Regions from separate parts of the Mus musculus genome. Here regions 1, 2, 3, 4 and 6 are each linked to region 5. Evidence: chromatin contacts called from public promoter capture Hi-C data. All regions are on one chromosome and are shown on one strand. The core of a region is the stretch at or near the end of the contact, and the rest is flanking DNA. Distances in the headings are between cores, read along the strand shown.

Region 1 (2,817 bases), core at 286-2,785, 1.4 Mb after region 5:
AAGTGTGGACACTTAACCCCTTCCTAGAAATGGGAACAAAACACCCATGGAAGGAGCTACAGAGACAAAATTTGGAGCTGTGACAAAAAGATGAACCATCTAGTGATTGCCATATGCAGGGATCCATCCCATAATCAGCTTCCAAACGCTGACACCATTGCACACACTAGCAAAATTTTGCTGAAAGGACCCAGATATAGCTCTCTCTTGTGAGACTATGCCGGGGCCTAGCAAACACAGAAGTGGATGCTCACAGTCAGCTATTGGATGGATCACACGGCCCCCAATGCAGGAGCTAGAGATATTACCCAAGGAGCTAAAGGGATCTGCAACCCTATAGGTGGAACAACAATATGAACTAAGCAGTACTCCGGAGCTCTTGTCTCTAGCTGCATATGCATCAAAAGATGGCCTAGTCGGCCATCACTGGAAAGAGAGGCCCATTGGACTTGCCAACTTTAGATGTCCCAGTACAGGGGAACGCCAGGGCCAAAAAGGGGGAGTGGGTGGGTAGGGAATTGGGGGGGGTGGATATGGGGGACCTTTGGGATAGCATTGAAAATGTAAACGAGGAAAATACCTAATTAAAAAAAAATTAAAAAAAAAAAAGAAGTGGTCTTCTTGGATTTTTTTTGTTTTTGAGGGCTTACTAATTAGCCTGGCTAGCCTGGGTTACACTGGCCTGCCTCTCTCCCAGGTGCTACCTTGCTTCTTGAAATGGAAACAGAAGTAAAATTTAGATGCTGAGGTCACCATGCAAATACCACTTATTATAAATACCAAATTATTTCTGACTATTTTAACAGTAAGAATAATCATACCCCACACTTGTAGTGCATTGACTCACCACGAACCTGCTATTAACTGCTTCACATGGATTGTCTCATTGATGCCTGCCAACATCTTATAAGAAGGTATTACTTAGCCTTAATTTACAAAGAAGAAATCGAACACTGCTAATTCGAACACCAAACAACTGGCAAGTAGTGGATCCAGGATTGGTAGTGAAGCATTTCATGAGCAACTCACTGCTTTGTACCTTTACAGCTTCTTTCTTCTGCTGTAAGCCTTCCCCACATTCTATTTCTCATCACAGTAATTCAAAACCACACTTCCCGGAAGGCGGAGGCAAGCTTTATTTCCCAGCCCTTGAGAATCGTTCAGCGTTTCTGGACTGAAATGAGTGACACAGTAGGAATCGTTTTTTAACGCACTTGCAATGGGCCGGCGTGGGCAGACGCAGCCTGATCTGCGAAGGCTGCAAGTACACTGAGACGCGGTCTCCTTTCCAGCCAGTTTCCAGGGATGTCCAGAGCCACCCGTTTGCAGCAGCCTAGAGGACCAGCCGCCGCCTTTTCCTCCGGTTATAAATCCAAGCCCCGCAGCCACAGAGTCAGCAGGGTGGAACTACTCTCCGATCTTCGCCCTTGCTCCCGCCCCTGGGGAAAGCAAGCTCCTTACCGTCAGTGTACAGTCCTCTCCGTGGAAGCACGTGTGACACCCGACTTGGGTGCAGCCATCTTCCCGGAAGTGAACTTTGGCCCTTCTAGGATGCAGAAACCATAGAGACGTCCTGACAGTAGCCACTCCCCTGGATGTTTGCCACGGAAACTGAGTTCCAGGCTGGGTGCTAGTTTCCTTCCTGCAGTTGTTGGAAGCCAATGCGCCGCCCTAACCTCTGTTTCGGGTCCCCCACCCCCACCCCCACCCCCGACCCTATCCTGAGCTTTCCGGAGTTAGTGCCTCCCTTGAGGCAAGGACACTCAGGCTCTGCGTAGCGGGATCAGCACTGGTTGCACACTACCTTGTCCCTTTCGTACTGGGAACACAAGAACACTTAAGACTCGACCCTTAACTTGGAGGAGCATGTAGACTTGCTCCAAGAAGAGGAGACGAAAAGGGGTCCAGGGCACCGGAGCTGCAAGTACACCATTCCCACCAGCAGTTGTAGGCTTCTGCGGCCGGCCGGCCGCCCAAAAACAAGGGAAAAGAGCGTTTCATATTGCCTCCCCATATGGGAATAGCCATTTGCTTGTTATCTAGAACGCAATTACGGCAAAGGATATAATAAAGAAAATACACTGAGGGCAGAAGAGATAGCTAACCCATTAAGAGTGTTTCAGATTGAGTTCCCAGCACCCATATGGATTCCAGAGGATCCAACACCTTCTAACTTCTGAACTGCAGATGCATACATGCAGGCAACGCACACACACATATAAAATTACATCCTTAACAATTAATTAAAAAGAAAAGAAATTACAGTGGGGGATCTTCAAGAGCATCCAAGTCTAGTTACCAGTATCCATGTTGGGTGGTGACACATGCCTTTAATCCCAGCACTCGGGAGGCAGAGGCAGACGGATTTCTGAGTTCGAGGCCAGCCTGGTCTACAAAGTGAGTTCCAGGACAGCCACGGCTATACAGAGAAACCCTGTCTCGAAAAACAAAACAAAACAAAAACAACAACAAAAAAAGATGCACAGTATCCATGTTGGGTATTCACAGGTACCTGTAAACTCCAACTCCTGGGGACCCATGGCCTCTGCTGGTATCTATAAACATATACACAGGCCCACTCACAGAAACACATAATTAAAAATGAATCTTTAAAAAAGCAAAACAGAACAAAACAAAACAAAACCCATGATAGCAGAAACAGAGATGCAATGGGTGAATTCTGAAAATCATCCTACTACCCTGACCATGTCAAGAGAACGGGAGTCTTTTGTAACAAAAGAGTTATCTGGTCACATCTGTGTATCATTTGTGTGAGGCCCATATTAGGATAGTGTCTTAATTGTTGTGAAGGAACAA
Region 2 (2,912 bases), core at 156-2,655, 1.0 Mb after region 5:
CAGGCACACCTGCCACCCAGATGAATAGCAACAGGTGTCTCACAGTGGGACTCTGGAATATGAACTATCCTTTTTTTTCTTGTCCTTGGTTGTGAAGTATCATCCCAGTCATGGTACCCTGTGCTGGCAACAGAAAAAAAAAAAAAATACAGTCAGGAAGGCACCCAAGGCCAGGTCCACCTGGTTACCAGCCTCTTACTGCCAAAACCATTGATGCTTTCCTCAGGAGCGTCCCTCTTCCCTGCCTCTACTGAGCCTGTGTTGGTGGCAGAGAGGCACATCCAGGAATGGGAGGGAAGAAAGCAGGCAGATCTTGCTCTTCAGCCTGGGAGATGCTTGGGAAATGCCATGGTGCCAAATTGGAAGGTGCTAACTGAAGCCTTCATGTTTCTCACGGCTGCTCCACATTCTTCCATCCTGACTTGACCCAGTCTCCACACACACACCTCCTACTACTCGCTGTAGTCTGTATTTGTTTCCTTCTGAGCCCTCTACTAATGTCTCAGCATTTTGGTTTGTTTTTTGAGACAGGGTCTCATATATCCCAGGCTGGGTTTGAATTCATTATGTAGCAGAGGGTAGCCTAGAACTCTTCATCTTCCTCCACCTCCTAAGTTCCAGGTTTACAGGACGCCGCCAGGCCCCACTTCCTGCACTTTATTGAGAGAGCCCTTCAATCTTGCCCATAGTCATCTGAAGGGTGAAGCCCACAGATCATTTTAAATCCTTTCGCTCCTCACCTCTACCTTAAGACCTATCAATACAGTGGAGCAAGGGCCCCTCTCAGGCTTTCACTATCAAGACCTTTGTGATTGGACAGCTCTGCTCTTTGGTCTTTCCTAACGGGGCAGAGTGTGGACATAGGTTCCTCCCACCTTTCATACCTTAGGTTACTCCTTCCCGACTTTTCTTGTCCGGTGTTTAAGCCTCTCCCTTTCTTGTCCTATCTCCCTTTCCTTCTTTCCCCTTGTGTTTGAAAGGACCTTGGATATAAAGGTAAAAGGCACCCCCGTGTCGGAACTCCTACTCTCCCAAGGTCAGGGTCTGGGATTGGCCTTGGTGAAGATGAGCCAGTGGGCGGCCATTTTTCCAAAACTGGAGACCAAAACAGCTAGAAATGTTGACCCATTGGTCAACACACAAATTAGAAACTCGGCAAGACAGGAGGGCTGGATAGAGGCACATGGGAAAGAATGCACATTCAGCATTAGCTAGAAATGGACTCGAGGAGATTAGCTGCGAATATTCACTGTTGCACTGTATGAGATCTTTGAAATGTAATTAAAAGTTTTTATTGAGCCCCTAAACTCTGGCTTTTGGGTTTTGTTTTCTGCCCTTCCCCCCCTCCCTCCCCCCGGAGCTGAGAACTAATTCCTCGTCCTCGGCCACTGCCCCGCCCCATCCGGCTCCGTGACGGGCATTCCGCGGCCTCCAATCGGAGGTCCTGTTGGGAGGAGCTGCAGGGCCAGTTTATTTTGGCGGTTCAATTTCAACATGGCTGAGGTGAGCCGAGATAGCGAGGCTGCGGAAAGGGGGCCTGAGGGCTCCTCTCCGGAAGCTGTGCCAGGGGACGCGACCATCCCCAGGGTGAAACTCCTGGACGCCATAGTAGACACTTTCCTCCAGAAGCTAGTCGCCGACAGGAGGTAGGTGGCGACCAATGGGGAGAGGTGGCGGGAGGTCTGTCGCAGGATCGTAAGTCCCGCGAGATACGCTTGGCGCAGTCACGTGGGCGACCCGCCGCGGTGGAGCAGGGCTGCTCCCCTGAAACCTCTCGCCGCGGTTTGCGGAGGAGTAGAGGGAAGGTCGGATTGCAGTTGCTGTCTTCTCCACCGTCCCGCAAGGCAGCAGCCTGGGGCCCGCGGCAGCCTTAGGGCAGCCGACGTCCTTCCCCAGAGGTCATCTGCTTACGTAGACCTAACGCGCCAGGGCGCCAGATGAGCGCAGAGCTCTGCTGGCTGGAGCGCGCGGGAGGTGGCAAGCACTGAGCTTGCAGTCTTTTTTTTTTTTTTTTTTTGAGAAAGGATTTCTCTGTAGCCCTGGCTGTCCTGGAACTCACTCTGTAGACCAAGCTGGTCTCGAACTCAGAAATGAGTGGCTGTCCTTACAGGCTGGTGTGCCAGGCCTCATAACCAGGAATGTCCTGGGCTCAGTGGTAAGAGCACTCGTTGATCTTGCAGATCTTGCAGCGCACCTACATGGTGGTTCACACCCACTTGTAACTCCACTTCCAGGGGATCTGACACTATTCTGGTGGGCATTAAGCATGTACATGGTGCAAATACATACGTGCAGGCAAAATACCTAGACATAAACATGACCGAATCAAATTAACATTTTAAAAAAAGGAATGTTAGCCGGGCAGTGGTGGCGCAAGCCTTTAACCCCAGCACTTGGGAGGGAGAGGCAGGCGGATTTCTGAATTTGAGGCCAGCCTGGTCTACAGAGTGAGTTCCAGGACAGCCAGGGCTACAGAGAAACCTTGTCTCAAAAAAAAAAGACTATAGGCTCAGTGCTCGCCACCTCCCATGCCTTCCCGCTCCAGCCAGCAGAGCTCTAGTGACTTCCACAGTGACTAGAGGAAGACTGGACATGCTGGCTTCAGGTGGACCTCAAATTCTTGCCCTGCTGTCCTTTTCGTTGGCCTGGCTAAGGCCCAACTGCCAGAAGTGCCAATCTTAGGTTTCACAATATAAAGATGCAGTCGCACATGGCCCTGCTATCTGCACTCCCCTGCCTTGTCTCTCCAAAAGCGAAATCTTTTTTTTTTTGGTCCTGGCAGTCTCCTGGACCTTCTGAAACAGTCTTTCTCTTTAGCTGCAGCAAGCAAGGGATTCCTTTTCTGTGTCTTGTGACATTTGAACCTGCCAGAAGAGACTGGGTTGGTGGTATTAGTGGAGCCCAGGGTAAAG
Region 3 (2,899 bases), core at 112-2,611, 1.6 Mb after region 5:
CTTCGCTCAAAGCACCCTTTCCACGTTCTTTAGCCTCCTCCCTGCCAAACTCTAGCAGCTCTTTCGTTGTTGGCTGACCTCAAAGGTTTTCTGCTCTTAGGAGCAGGGAGGTACCCACAGAGAGATGGGTTCATGTATAAAGGACATGGCAAGTAGAGGGCCCTCAGTTAGAGGGTGACAGAAGTGATCCAGAATCACAGGGAGCCAGGGAAGAGCAGTTGCACAGCACGTCATCATAGACGGGCAGTATGTGAAAAAGCCTGCAGTAAAAGTGGGTGGATATGAGGGCCATACGCAAAGGCCGAGAAGACAGCACATCCAGCCAAGAAATGAATGCCAAAGACACATGCACTGTAGGGTGGGCACAGGTGATCAACCCCTAAGAACTTGGAAGTGTACCGGGCCATAGTCTGTCCTTTTACTGAGGTAAAGTGATTAATCTCCAATTCTCCAATACCTTGCCCTAGTTTCCCGTGCTTCTCACTAGTTGCTGAGGAAGGAGCCCAAGTCCCCACACTCATGGGGATAGCGTTCATGGGAGGTGTGTACTGTTACTAGATGTATACTGGTGTATTCATTGGTTAAGAGCACTGACTCTTTTTTTTTTTTTTTTTTTTTTTTTTTTTTTTTTTTTTCTGTGAGACAGAGACAGGATTTTCTGTGTCACCTTGGCTGTCCTGGACCTCACTTCATAGTCTAGGCTGGCCTCGAACTCACAGATCTCCGCCCGCGTCTGACTTCCTAGTGCTGGGATTCAAGGTGCATGACACCACCCTTGCCATGCTCTCAGATGCCTGCGGCCTCGTTTTCTTTCTGGCTTCGCAATCTTAATTTTATAACGTACCCTAGAGCTTTGTCTTTTCTTGGGGTGCTTTGTTCTAACACCCAGGTCGACTCGGAAGCATCACTGTTTTATTTACAGGTAACTTTCCCTTTAAGCTATTTACTTTCCCAGACTTCATCACTTTCCCGACAACACTTGCAGTTTCTAAGGGTACCACAGCTCCCATAATCCTTAGCTGCTCTGAGGAACTTCAAGTACCGAAATGCTCTAAATGCTTACGTGCTACCGCGCTGATCCATGGGGCTTGTAGTAACATAGGACTTGAAAGGACACACAACAACAAACAAACAAACAAACTACGAATCCCAGGAATCACTGCATCAGAGGAAGCTTTCGCTCAGTCTTTCTGCGCACCCTTTACGCCACCTTTAGACTGCAATTCCCGCCATGCTTTGCACTGAGTTCCCGGAGGTAGAGAATGGGGTTGTTGCTAAAGTCTTCTCTGGGAATTGTAGTTCTTAAGTCTGTGAGGTGAGTAGTAGGCGGAGTGACTCGGCGGCCATTAGGTGTGTGTAGTTGCTTGGTGCTAGGAGCTTAAGTGTAGCGGGAATTCTTACTCGGTGGAAATCAACCCTAGCCATGGGTTCCTGCCGGGGATAGTTCTAGAGCACGGAGCAGGAGGCGCTTTTCGGTTCCCCGCCTTGCCCGCTGGTAGGGCCTACTAGGCCGCCGGGACATCCCGGGTCTCAAGTAGGCCTAGTCTGCCAGCAAGGGCGTCCCAAAGGCGGGAGGCGCCATGTCTCTGGTTGCTTATGCCAGCAGCGACGATAGTGAGCCGGATGAGCCGGAGCCGGAGCCGGAGCCGGAGGAAGAGGATGTGGCGGCTCCTATGCCAGGGCCCACTTTAGGAGGCCTGTTCGCTTCTCTTCCTGCACCCAAAGGCCCGGCCTTGCTGCCCCCGCCCCCCCAGATGCTGGCCCCAGCCTTCCCCCCGCCGCTCCTGCTGCCCCCGCCCACCGGAGACCCCAGACTGCAGCCGCCTCCGCCGCTGCCCTTTGGCCTGGGCGGCTTCCCGCCACCTGCAGGAGTGAGCCCTGCTGAAGCTGCGGGAGTTGGAGAGGGGCTGGGGCTGCCATCGCCTCAAGGCCCTGGGCTCAGTCTGCCCCCAGCTGTGGGCGGTGTCGGACCCCCCTTGGGCCTTCCCAAGCCAAAGAAGAGAACCGAACCGGTTAGGATAGCGGCGCCGGAGCTGCAGAAGGGCGATGTGAGTATGGAGGGGGGGGGCACCTCAAGTCCCATTGGGCTGGAGTTTAGGGGTAGGAGGGACTTGTAACCATAATGGAGCTCGACAAACGCATCCGTTGACTCCGAGCCGCTGGAATCCTCTTAGAAGGCGGTTAAATTCACCTGAACTTGCCTGCTTTGGGGAGTTAGGGTATTGGCCATGAGGCATTCTGGAACCTGGGACTTCCTTGCAGAAAGGGATGCGTGGTATCCTTGGTACTGACAGGCTTAAGGCGCATGCATGGAGACAATTCTTTCCCTTTCAGCATCTTTATCTCAGTTGGCTTCTCTTCCCATATTGAGGGCAGGTTAAAAGTGGCGCCTGAAGTGACAGCTGGTGGGACTAAAGTGCTCCTGTTGAACATCCAGGACCAGCCTTATCCTTTGCCCCATCTCTAAAATAAGAAGGCTGGAAGGAGGTAAAGGACATGAGTGGAGTTAGAGAAGAGATGGAATGTTTACTTATTTTGACATGGTTCTAGTATTGTAACCCAGGCTTTTCTTGAATCACTGTGTAGCTCAGCTTGGGCTTCAACTTGTGATCCTCTTGTCTCAGAGTCCAAGTGCTGGATTAAAAAGTGTATTACACTATCCCTGGTATAAGAAATTGAGTATTGCCTCTCCCTCACCCCCACACACAATGGGAGTTGGACTTGTAGCCTCCCTCACACATAGTAGGTAAATGCTCTTCCACTGAGCTACAAAACCCAGCCCTGTTTCCATTGTTTATTTTGAGGAATGGTTTTTCTAGATTGTCTAGACTGACTTGAATTTTAGATTGTTCTGCTTCAGTCTCCCCTGTAGCTGGGATTACAACCTATAGAAGCAGGA
Region 4 (2,700 bases), core at 30-2,529, 1.4 Mb after region 5:
TCCTATGCAGCCAGTCATCTTCCCATCTTTCTCATGAACCCCCTTCACTGTCATCCTTGGGAGCATGGCTGACATCATCAACCATTAGCGCAGTCATTCATTCATGCCAGACCTTTCTGGGCTACGGAGTACTCCTATTTTGCCTTAGCCACAGTCTTACTACCTCTCTATGTTTTTCATGGGGAACACACTATAAACATAAACACGGGACAGCTGCGCACAGGAGCAACGAACAACCGAGCTCAGAGAATACGCAAGAGACAGCATGGTCTCTCTGTCTTTGACTGGGCACTCCAGTCATTTTTATTCCTTATCCCATTTCCTCATCTTGGATATCCTGCAGTATGACTTCAGGAAGGGCTGGGCTTATTTGAATTGGCAGTTCAACAGACACACGCTTCCAAATACAGATTTGAAAGTGCTGGCCAACAGCAGAAAAATCCCCTGATTGCTCTGAGGGAGTTTACAAAGGAACAAGAGTTGGTTGTTGAAGCATGGAAAATAAACCAGTAAGTGAGTGACATCACCTCAGAGTTATGAATTGGGAACTCAGCGAGGTGGAATGGGAGGGGCCTTGAGCAAGGGAGGCGCTAGCCTCCTGCCTGCACACACGCCCACATACCAGAGTGTCTCAAAAACAAACAAACAAACAAACAAACAGGTTTCCTGGAGCTTCCGTTCCTTCATGAGGTGGATGGACATTGTTTTTCATTCAGATGGTCAGGTGGAATCCTTTCCACCCTCCCCACCAACCCGAGTTTTTCTCAGCCCGAGTTACCATGTTTCAGGTAGCCCAGGCTGTCCTCTCTATACTATGTAGCTAACAATGACCATGAACTTTTGACCTTCGGCCTCCACTTTGCAACTGTTGGAATTACTGGAGTGCGCTGCCAAACCGGCCCTCCGGGTTCTGCATTTTAAAAAAGCGTCCAGGTGATCAGGCGTCAAGTCATTTGGGAGGCAGCGTCTCAATGCGGAATCCCGTCCCGTGGCACTTTTTGGCAAATACAGTAACTGCTGAGTTTTAAGGGGCCATTTAGATCATCTAGACTCCTCCACCCTGGAGCCCCAGAAACTGGGAAAAAGGGAGTGCGCCCTTTGAAGGGTTTGCAGCTCAGTTACCTGGAGCACACTTCGGCGAATTCCCGGGGGAGCAGTGCTCCGGGCAGCCAATCCCGCGAAAACCAAGCCCCGCCAGCAGCACCCCGCTCCACCCTCAGATCCTTCCCGCACTCACAGGCTGTCCGAGCTCGGCCTGCCGCGCACGGCTCCATGTTCCTTCTCCTGCCAGTTTTGAATCTCCCGCCGCTGGGACACCACCCCTCACTGCGGTCACGCCGGGATGGGACGCTTCCCGTTCGTGCCGCAGGGAACCCTGGGTTTTGTAGTTCCTCTTAGAGATCGTGAGCTAGCTTAGGTCAGTTTCTTGATTTGCTTTCTCTAAGGCCCCGCTGCTCATCTGGCTTTTTAACAAATAGTCCTTGCAGCTGCCCTTCCTTTCACTAACCTGTCCTACTTCCTATAGAATTCCTGGGCCTCCCTGTGTGCTATTTGGTGTTTTACTCTGAACTAGATGACAAATGCAGGGATATACATGTTCTAGACTAGTGCTGTTACAGCAACAACAGATAGCACAGTCAAAAGCTTGGAGGTCTATGCCGCACAGAGGGAAAGATCCACTGCAGTGGAGGCAGAGACCTTCCTAGTGAAGGCTTCAGCTGATCTTGAGCAGGACAGAAAAACAGATTAATTAAAAGGGTGTGGGAAGGGAAAGGAGGTCCCGCCACCATGGAGTCTGGTTGAAATCGCCAGCTAAGGGTTGGGGCTGGAGAGATGGATCAGCGGTTAAGACCACGGGCTGCTTTTCCAGAGAATTCGGGTTCAATTCCCCGCATCCATATAATAGCTTACAACTGTCCCAACTACAGCCTCAGGGGGTCCGACATCCTCACACAAACATACATGCAGGCAAAACACCAATGCACATAAAATAAAAGTAACTAAATAAGTCATTTTAAAAAAAAAGAGAGATGGCTCAGCAGTTAAGAGCACTGACTGCTCTTCTGAGCCACCAACCACATGGTGGCTCACAACCATCCATAATGAGATCTGATGCCCTCTTCTGGTGTGTCTGAAGGCAGCTACAATGTACTTACATATAATAAATAAATAAATAAATAAATAAATCTTTAAAAGAAAAAAAAAAAAAACTTCTCCTGGAGTGGCACATTCTTTTAATACTAGGGGAGGCAGAGGCAGGAAGATCTCTGTGAGTTTGAGGCCAACTCTGGTCCACAGAGCAAGTTTCAGGACAGTCAGGGCTACACAGAGAAACAGGGTCTTGAAAAACAAACAACAAACAAAAGACTTCCTACACAACTAACAAAGTCAATGTGAAGATTATTTATAGAGATAATATTCCTTCTATACAGAAATATTTCAAATGACACAATATGAGGAATAAATATGACAACACTTTATACACATATATGAAATTGCTCCTTTTCTCCATTTTGTATACTCCAGGGTCCCCTGTCCAGGGAATGGCCCCACCCACAATTAAAAAGGGTCTACCTAATCAATTAACATGGCCAAGATAATCTCTCACAGGCAAGCTCTTTTTTTTTCTTTTTTCTTTTTTGTAATAGTGAAGGACTGGCTATAGATCCTCTTTGAGTGTCTGGTAGAATTCGTCTGTGA
Region 5 (2,839 bases), core at 168-2,667:
AAGCTGAAGATGGGCCAAGTGTGGTGGCACATGCCTTTAATCCCAGTGCTGCTCTTCTTACAGACCAAGGCTCTATTCCCAGCACCCACATGAAGGCTCACAACCATCTGTAACTCCAGTTCTGGGGATCACCTGCCCTCTTCTGGCTTCCAAGAACACTCGCACACACCAAGGCACAAACCCACACCCATCACATAAACACATCTTTGAAAATAAATATCTAGAAAGGAAGGACAGAATGAGTGAATGGTGTTTCCAGGCAGGGCAGAGTGAGTGAACGGTGTCTCCAGGCAGGCCAAGCTGAATTTAAATCCTGAGTTTGCTACTTTATAACCCTAGCAAATTTAAAAATTTTAATACTAAAAATTCACCATGTTGTCCACTCTGGCCTTGAACTCCTACATGTATGAGCTCTCCCTGCTGCTGGACCACACACACACACACACACACACACAGAGACACACACACACAGAGACACACACACAGACACACACACACACAGACACACACACACAGAGACACACACACACACACCAGGTTTTAGCTCCTAAGGGCCCCTGCTTCTGCATCTGTGACATGGGATTGCTAATACCACTATTTGGTAAAGAAGCTAAATAGGTTAAATGAGATGATATAGACGCACAACACCTGGCATAGAATATTCCATAAATTCCTGCCATTGCAGGGTGTTCTGGGCAGATTCTCTTTGCAGCAGACACACTCAGGACGTGGTCTTGAAAAAAAACCTTTACAGTCTTGTTAGTCTCCTTATCTAGGCCAGTTACCTCAGACCACAATCATCAAACAGGAATGGCACGTTGAAGGTGCCAGCATAGTAATAGTAGTAATTCATGTTTCTTGAAGGCAGAGCTACATCTTCATAGATCTGCAGTGGCAGTCCCCTAGTTCTTTGAGGGAGATTTGTGCAGGCTGCTGTTTTACTGACCGTGAGGGTCTGCCTTCCCCTGCCCTGTCATCCTGTCCCTCCTTGCCCTCCACGAGCTCCCTCCATAAAGCCCTCCATCACTTGCGGTAGCGCCCTTCCTCGGTTTCCCTGCACCCGCGGACACCTGCTCTTCAGCCTCTCGGTCACGAAGTCCTTCCCGGATTTTCTCTTCCCGCTAAACAGCAGCACCAGACGCGGGGAGGCTCCGAGCGGGGCCATGGTGCCACCAAGCTTCACCAGGCCTAAAGCTGACACTTCGGACCCCTGAAATGCAGCCAAGCACGAAGTGGACCCGCTCAGTAGAAGCAAAAAGGAGGAGGGATCCCACTCCTTCTCCACACTACACAGCCCACATCGAAACCAGCGCGCAGAGAATGGGCGTAGAAACTGGAAGGGAAAGAGCCTTGCAGCCTAGTATCTAAGTACCTTTCCCGCCCCCCCCCGCCCTCCCCCCCCTGCGCAGCACGCACTTAGAACAGTCCACGCCCGCCCAGATGTGACGTCATGGCCCCGCCTTCTCGGCTGACAAGGTGAGCCGAGAGTGACGCTGGAAAGACTAGCCTCAAGTTCCCTTCTACACAACCGGCCAAACATAAAGATAAAGAAAAATAGTAATGTTGAAGGCATTTTCAAATCTGCCTTTTAATTTGTACGTTATAACTCATGCTCTAAAGCAAATATGTGTTTGCCCCGCACTAAAAATAGCTCTTTCCAAAGAAGTAACCAGACAATGACATGATAGGGTGTGTTTCTTGACGTCATAGCGAGGGAGGGGTTTAATGAACAGTATGCTATTTCACTGTTGAAAAGGTTTTGTAACTGCTGAAGCCTCCAGCTGGAACTAAGTGATCTTTTCTTTAGCCGCATACTCCTCTCCAAAGCTTTTCAGAATCTCGAAAAAGAACATTGGTGACATTAGTAACTTAGGTTAAGGAGTTTTGACGCCACTCTGAACAAGATTACCCAATTTCCTCCGGAGACCAACATCCAGCCAGAAGTTGAGAGGCAAAACTAAGAGTGTTCTGACACCTACTTACTGTTATCTGTAGATATAAATTGCTGTCCTACATTTTTCTAAGCTTATCAAAATAAAGCCTGCAGCCTATGACTGCCTCCAGTGTATAAGACTGCAAAGTCTTGTGAAAACCAAAGTGAAACGTAAAGAAACTCTTAGGAAAATCATTTCTTTGCGTATTCGAAAGAGGCTTCGGCGAAGAGATGACTCCGCAGCTAAGAGCACTGGCTGCCCTTGCTGAACACCCACCTAGCCGCTCATAACCAGCTGGAACTGCAGTTCCAGAGGACCTAAAGCCCTCCCTTAGCCTCTGTGGGAACTGCATGCACGAGGTACACAGACATACGGGCAAAACACATAAATCATTTTAAAATAAAGAACAGGAGTGGTCAGGTACAGAAAGAGTGGACCGGGGAGGATCGCCAGAACTGAGGATGTCTGTCTGTTGATAGAGCCTCTGCCTAAGCCTAGGTTTGAGGGCCAGCACTGAATAAACTAGGTTTAGTGGCAAGTGCCAGCCAGCACTGGAAATGGAAGCAGACAAATTCCAGGCCAGCCTGGGCCATAAAATAAAATAAAATAAAATAAAATAAAATAAAGAGAAGGAAGTGAGAGGCTTGGTAAACAGAGGAAAGCAGAACTGTACAACAAAATACTTTGTAAACTTTAAAGTATCCACTCACAGCAGACTGTTTGTTTTAAGCACTGTGATTTCACAGTTTGTAAGTCAGCACATTGTCCCACCTCTGTGCAATAAATATTTCTCTGGGTCCCACCGAAAGCTGGCTCTCACCAGGCCAACGAAGCCTATATAGGGTGAAGTCACTTGTGGCCTCCTGCTCACTAAGCCCTCACTCAAAAGAAATCAGAACTTCCAC
Region 6 (3,027 bases), core at 325-2,824, 1.1 Mb after region 5:
GACCCTGTCTCAAGTTTAAAAAGAGCGCGCTGGCGAGATGACTCAGCGGCTAAAGGCGCTTGCGGCCAACCTGAGCCCGACCCCTGGAGCCCGCATGGTATAAGGTGAATTGACTCCAGCAGGTTGGCCTGAACTTCACACGCGAGCTCCGTGTCACGCTCCCTAGCCCCCAAAATAAAATGAATTTAAAAAAATTAAGTTTCCAGGGGAAAAGAAAAGAGACCGTAGAGTGCAAAGCTCGCCATGGGACAGCTAGGTGCTGGAGAAGTGACTACCCACATGGCAGCTCACAACCATCTGAAACTCCAGCTCCAGGGGGTCCGAAACCCTCATACAGACATGTTTAGAGGCAAAACGCCAAAGTGCATAAAATAATAAAACGAATGGGCCAGCTATCATTGAATCAGACATCGTTGCAGAAGAGGGGCAGCGAAAAGATTTTAAGATCCGGAGGTTGTGGAGATCGGCATGCACAAGGTCAAGTCAGCTGCCAAAATCCCAGCGCGCCTGAGGGGTGGCTCCTGAAGTTGCTTGTTTTTTAAAGGAATTCTTCCCGAGAGAGTTATTTATTTATATTTTGTGGGTGCATGCATACAACATACACGTGGCCAGAGAACTTGGGAGAGTCAGTTTTCTTTTAAAAGTGTGGTTCTCTGGGGAATCAGACTCAGGTAGTCAGGCTTGGTGAGCCATCTTGTCAGCCCTATTGTTTTCCTAACTATAAGGCGGATCTTTGGGGTTCTCTCTCTCTCTCTCTCTCCACATTATAATGGCAATGTATATACCACTATGCTCCTGGCTCCAGCCACCAAGTCTCCTTTCTATTCCTCAAACTGCCTCAAGTCTTTTTCCATCTGTTGGCTGCGCTGTTCCTCTACAGGGAACTTCCACTGGGTTTCAGCTTCAGTCACCCTAAAGAGGCTCTCACTACTGAAATTCTACTACTGATTTGGTGTGAACTTTAATGTTGGTTACCTGAACAGCTAGAAACCTTGTCACTTTGTTCTTTTCTGTACATGTGCCTAGACTAGCACTTTTTTTGTTTGTTGGAGTGTGTGTGTGTGTGTGTGTGTGTGTGTGTGTGTGAGAGAGAGAGAGAGAGAGAGAGAGAGAGTCTCTACATAACTCTGGCTGCTGGACCAGCCTGGCTTCAGACTCAGAAATCTGCCTGCCTCTGCCTCATGTGCTGGGATTAAAGGCTTGTACCACCACAGAAATAGCGCCTCATTAATAATAGATACCCAATAAACATTTACTGGATGAACAAACTTGCAGTGTCATCTTTTAGCCAATTTACTCTGAGCACCCTTTGATACACAAACCCACTTTTATACCCTGATGCTTCCCTGAGCTGGAAGCTCTTACAGATCCCAGAATACATTAAGTCCACACCTCTGTGCCCAGCTGCACCCTTACTTTCAAAAAGGATGACGTCCTCCTGTAGAGTCCTTCCAGTAGGCAGATTCTGTAGGGCAGGGCCTGCGCCTTTAATCTGGGCCCCACCCGCTCTGGTCAGACAGGTTTGGAGACACAGGCAAGGGAGGGAAACTGGGAAATACTTGCAGAGCCAGCCAGGAGCTAGGCAGCTCCTTTCCGGAGATCCTCCGCCTCTTTGCAGATGGAAAGTAAGAGGGTATCATGGATCCAAAGGGCAGGGGTAGGAGGGGCCCAAGAGGTGAACGAAGGGAGCCCAATCCAGAAGCTGTGAGCTGGAGGGTGGCAGGGGAGGAAACAAGAGGAAGGCTTGGGAACGGCCACACTAGAGCTGGGAGTCTGAGTGGAGCCCAGCCCAGCTGAATCGGGTGAGACTGGCAATGGGAGAGTTCAGAAAATGACCGACTCCTGGAATGGAGACTGAGGAACCGAGATCTGGTGTCGAGTTCCTGGAGGGACCTGCAGGTCAAAGGGCAGGTGGAAGGAAGGGGGAAGGGCCAATTTCTCTATCTATAGGGTGACCCTTGGCTGTAGAGAAACTCCGCCTAGTCCTAGACACCTCAGCCTCCCATTCCAAAGCCAGGGTGGCCAAAAATCCGGGAGTTTTAGTGGAGAGAGTAGAAGGCAGGTGTGGGTATAGACAGGCCACACCTGCCTCTGCTTGTGCCCCCTGACTCACCCTTGTCCTGCTGGATGACATTTATTTTGAAAGGGATCCTCCATTTCGCTCCTCTGCTGCCCGCCCGCCTCTCTGTTTCAACACCTTCCTCCCCACAGTGTTCTCCCTAGAGTCCCATGAGGCCAGCTTCTCTGGGGAGTTCTAGGTCTGAGAAACTGTCCTGGGGCCAGAAGACTAGGTATTCTCACAGAACTTCTCCCACTGCCTATAGGATGACATCGTTCTGTGGTAGCCCTCGGAACTGAAGCCTCACAATGACAGAACCGGAGACACTGGCCCTGCTGGACATGAAGGAACCCGAGACTCCAGAGAAGAGCCCACCGCAGGCTTTAGTCCTGCAGTCAGAGGAAGAAGGTGGGACTGAGTCCCCTGGAACTGAGTCGCTCAGAGTGGGGTCTTCAGTAGGGTCTCCTATAGTCAGAGAGGGGCCTGAGGATGGTCCAGACAGCACAATAAGTGAGGCTGCCACTTTACCCTGGGGAACTGACCCCCATCCTAGCGCCCCACTTCCGGATCCCCCGGGCTGGCGAGATATTGAACCAGAGCCCCTAGAGTCAGAGGCACCTACTAAGTCGGAGGAGCCATTCAAAGAGGATGCCAACCTGCTCCCCGAGAAGACAGTTAGGGCCTTCGTGCCCATTGATCTACAGTGCATCGAGCGGAAGCCACAGGAGGAGCGCATCCTGCATCGCGACGCTGGACCAGGCGAGCTCAGGAATTTCCTGCCAGCTCGACTCAGCCACCCTGAGCCCCCAGAGCGCAAGTGGGCTGAGGCCGTGGTGAGACCCCCTGGCCGGTCCTGCGGGGGCTGTGGAAGCTGTGGAGGTCGTGAGGCACTGAGAGCTGTCGCCTCGGTGGTGGCGGCCCTCATCTTCTTCCCCTGTCTGCTGTACGGAGCATACGCCTTCCTGCCT

What was found. Promoter capture Hi-C pulls out the DNA fragments that hold promoters and counts their contacts.
Region 1: a contact with region 5 is called in a promoter capture Hi-C map of erythroid cells, with 4 times the contacts expected there. The contact joins the promoter of Gpatch4 here to the promoter of Pmvk in region 5. A contact is called at or near these places in 3 of 39 promoter capture datasets (erythroid cells and liver).
Region 2: a promoter capture Hi-C map of liver shows a contact between it and region 5, with 2.3 times the contacts expected there. The contact joins the promoter of Pmf1 here to the promoter of Pmvk in region 5. A contact is called at or near these places in 2 of 39 promoter capture datasets (liver and pre-B cells).
Region 3: a contact with region 5 is called in a promoter capture Hi-C map of pre-B cells, with 4 times the contacts expected there. The contact joins the promoter of Prcc here to the promoter of Pmvk in region 5. A contact is called at or near these places in 1 of 39 promoter capture datasets (pre-B cells) and 1 of 9 other capture datasets (adipose tissue).
Region 4: a contact with region 5 is called in a promoter capture Hi-C map of erythroid cells, with 4 times the contacts expected there. The contact joins the promoter of Iqgap3 here to the promoter of Pmvk in region 5. A contact is called at or near these places in 3 of 39 promoter capture datasets (erythroid cells and liver).
Region 6: a promoter capture Hi-C map of pre-B cells shows a contact between it and region 5, with 2.3 times the contacts expected there. The contact joins the promoter of Tmem79 here to the promoter of Pmvk in region 5. A contact is called at or near these places in 3 of 39 promoter capture datasets (liver and pre-B cells) and 1 of 9 other capture datasets (liver).

What each region holds. Positions count from the first base shown.
Region 1 is chr3:88,041,824-88,044,640 of GRCm38.p6, reverse strand. It overlaps Gpatch4 (G patch domain containing 4), which reads right to left and starts at 1,535. Exons shown (of 8, transcript NM_001110809.2): 1 at 1,462-1,535.
Region 2 is chr3:88,408,890-88,411,801 of GRCm38.p6, reverse strand. Pmf1 (polyamine-modulated factor 1) reads left to right here and starts at 1,405. Exons shown (of 5, transcript NM_025928.4): 1 at 1,405-1,646. The coding sequence starts at 1,495. It overlaps Slc25a44 (solute carrier family 25, member 44), which reads left to right. Exons shown (of 4, transcript NM_178696.5): 4 at 1-1,308.
Region 3 is chr3:87,884,024-87,886,922 of GRCm38.p6, reverse strand. Prcc (papillary renal cell carcinoma (translocation-associated)) reads left to right here and starts at 1,361. Exons shown (of 7, transcript NM_033573.2): 1 at 1,361-2,048. The coding sequence starts at 1,581.
Region 4 is chr3:88,080,630-88,083,329 of GRCm38.p6, reverse strand. It overlaps Iqgap3 (IQ motif containing GTPase activating protein 3), which reads right to left and starts at 1,279. Exons shown (of 38, transcript NM_001033484.1): 1 at 1,238-1,279. The coding sequence starts at 1,274.
Region 5 is chr3:89,457,696-89,460,534 of GRCm38.p6, reverse strand. It overlaps Pmvk (phosphomevalonate kinase), which reads right to left and starts at 1,417. Exons shown (of 5, transcript NM_026784.3): 1 at 1,071-1,417. The coding sequence starts at 1,165.
Region 6 is chr3:88,332,980-88,336,006 of GRCm38.p6, reverse strand. It overlaps Tmem79 (transmembrane protein 79), which reads left to right and starts at 1,574. Exons shown (of 4, transcript NM_024246.5): 1 at 1,574-1,625; 2 at 2,325-3,027. The coding sequence starts at 2,368.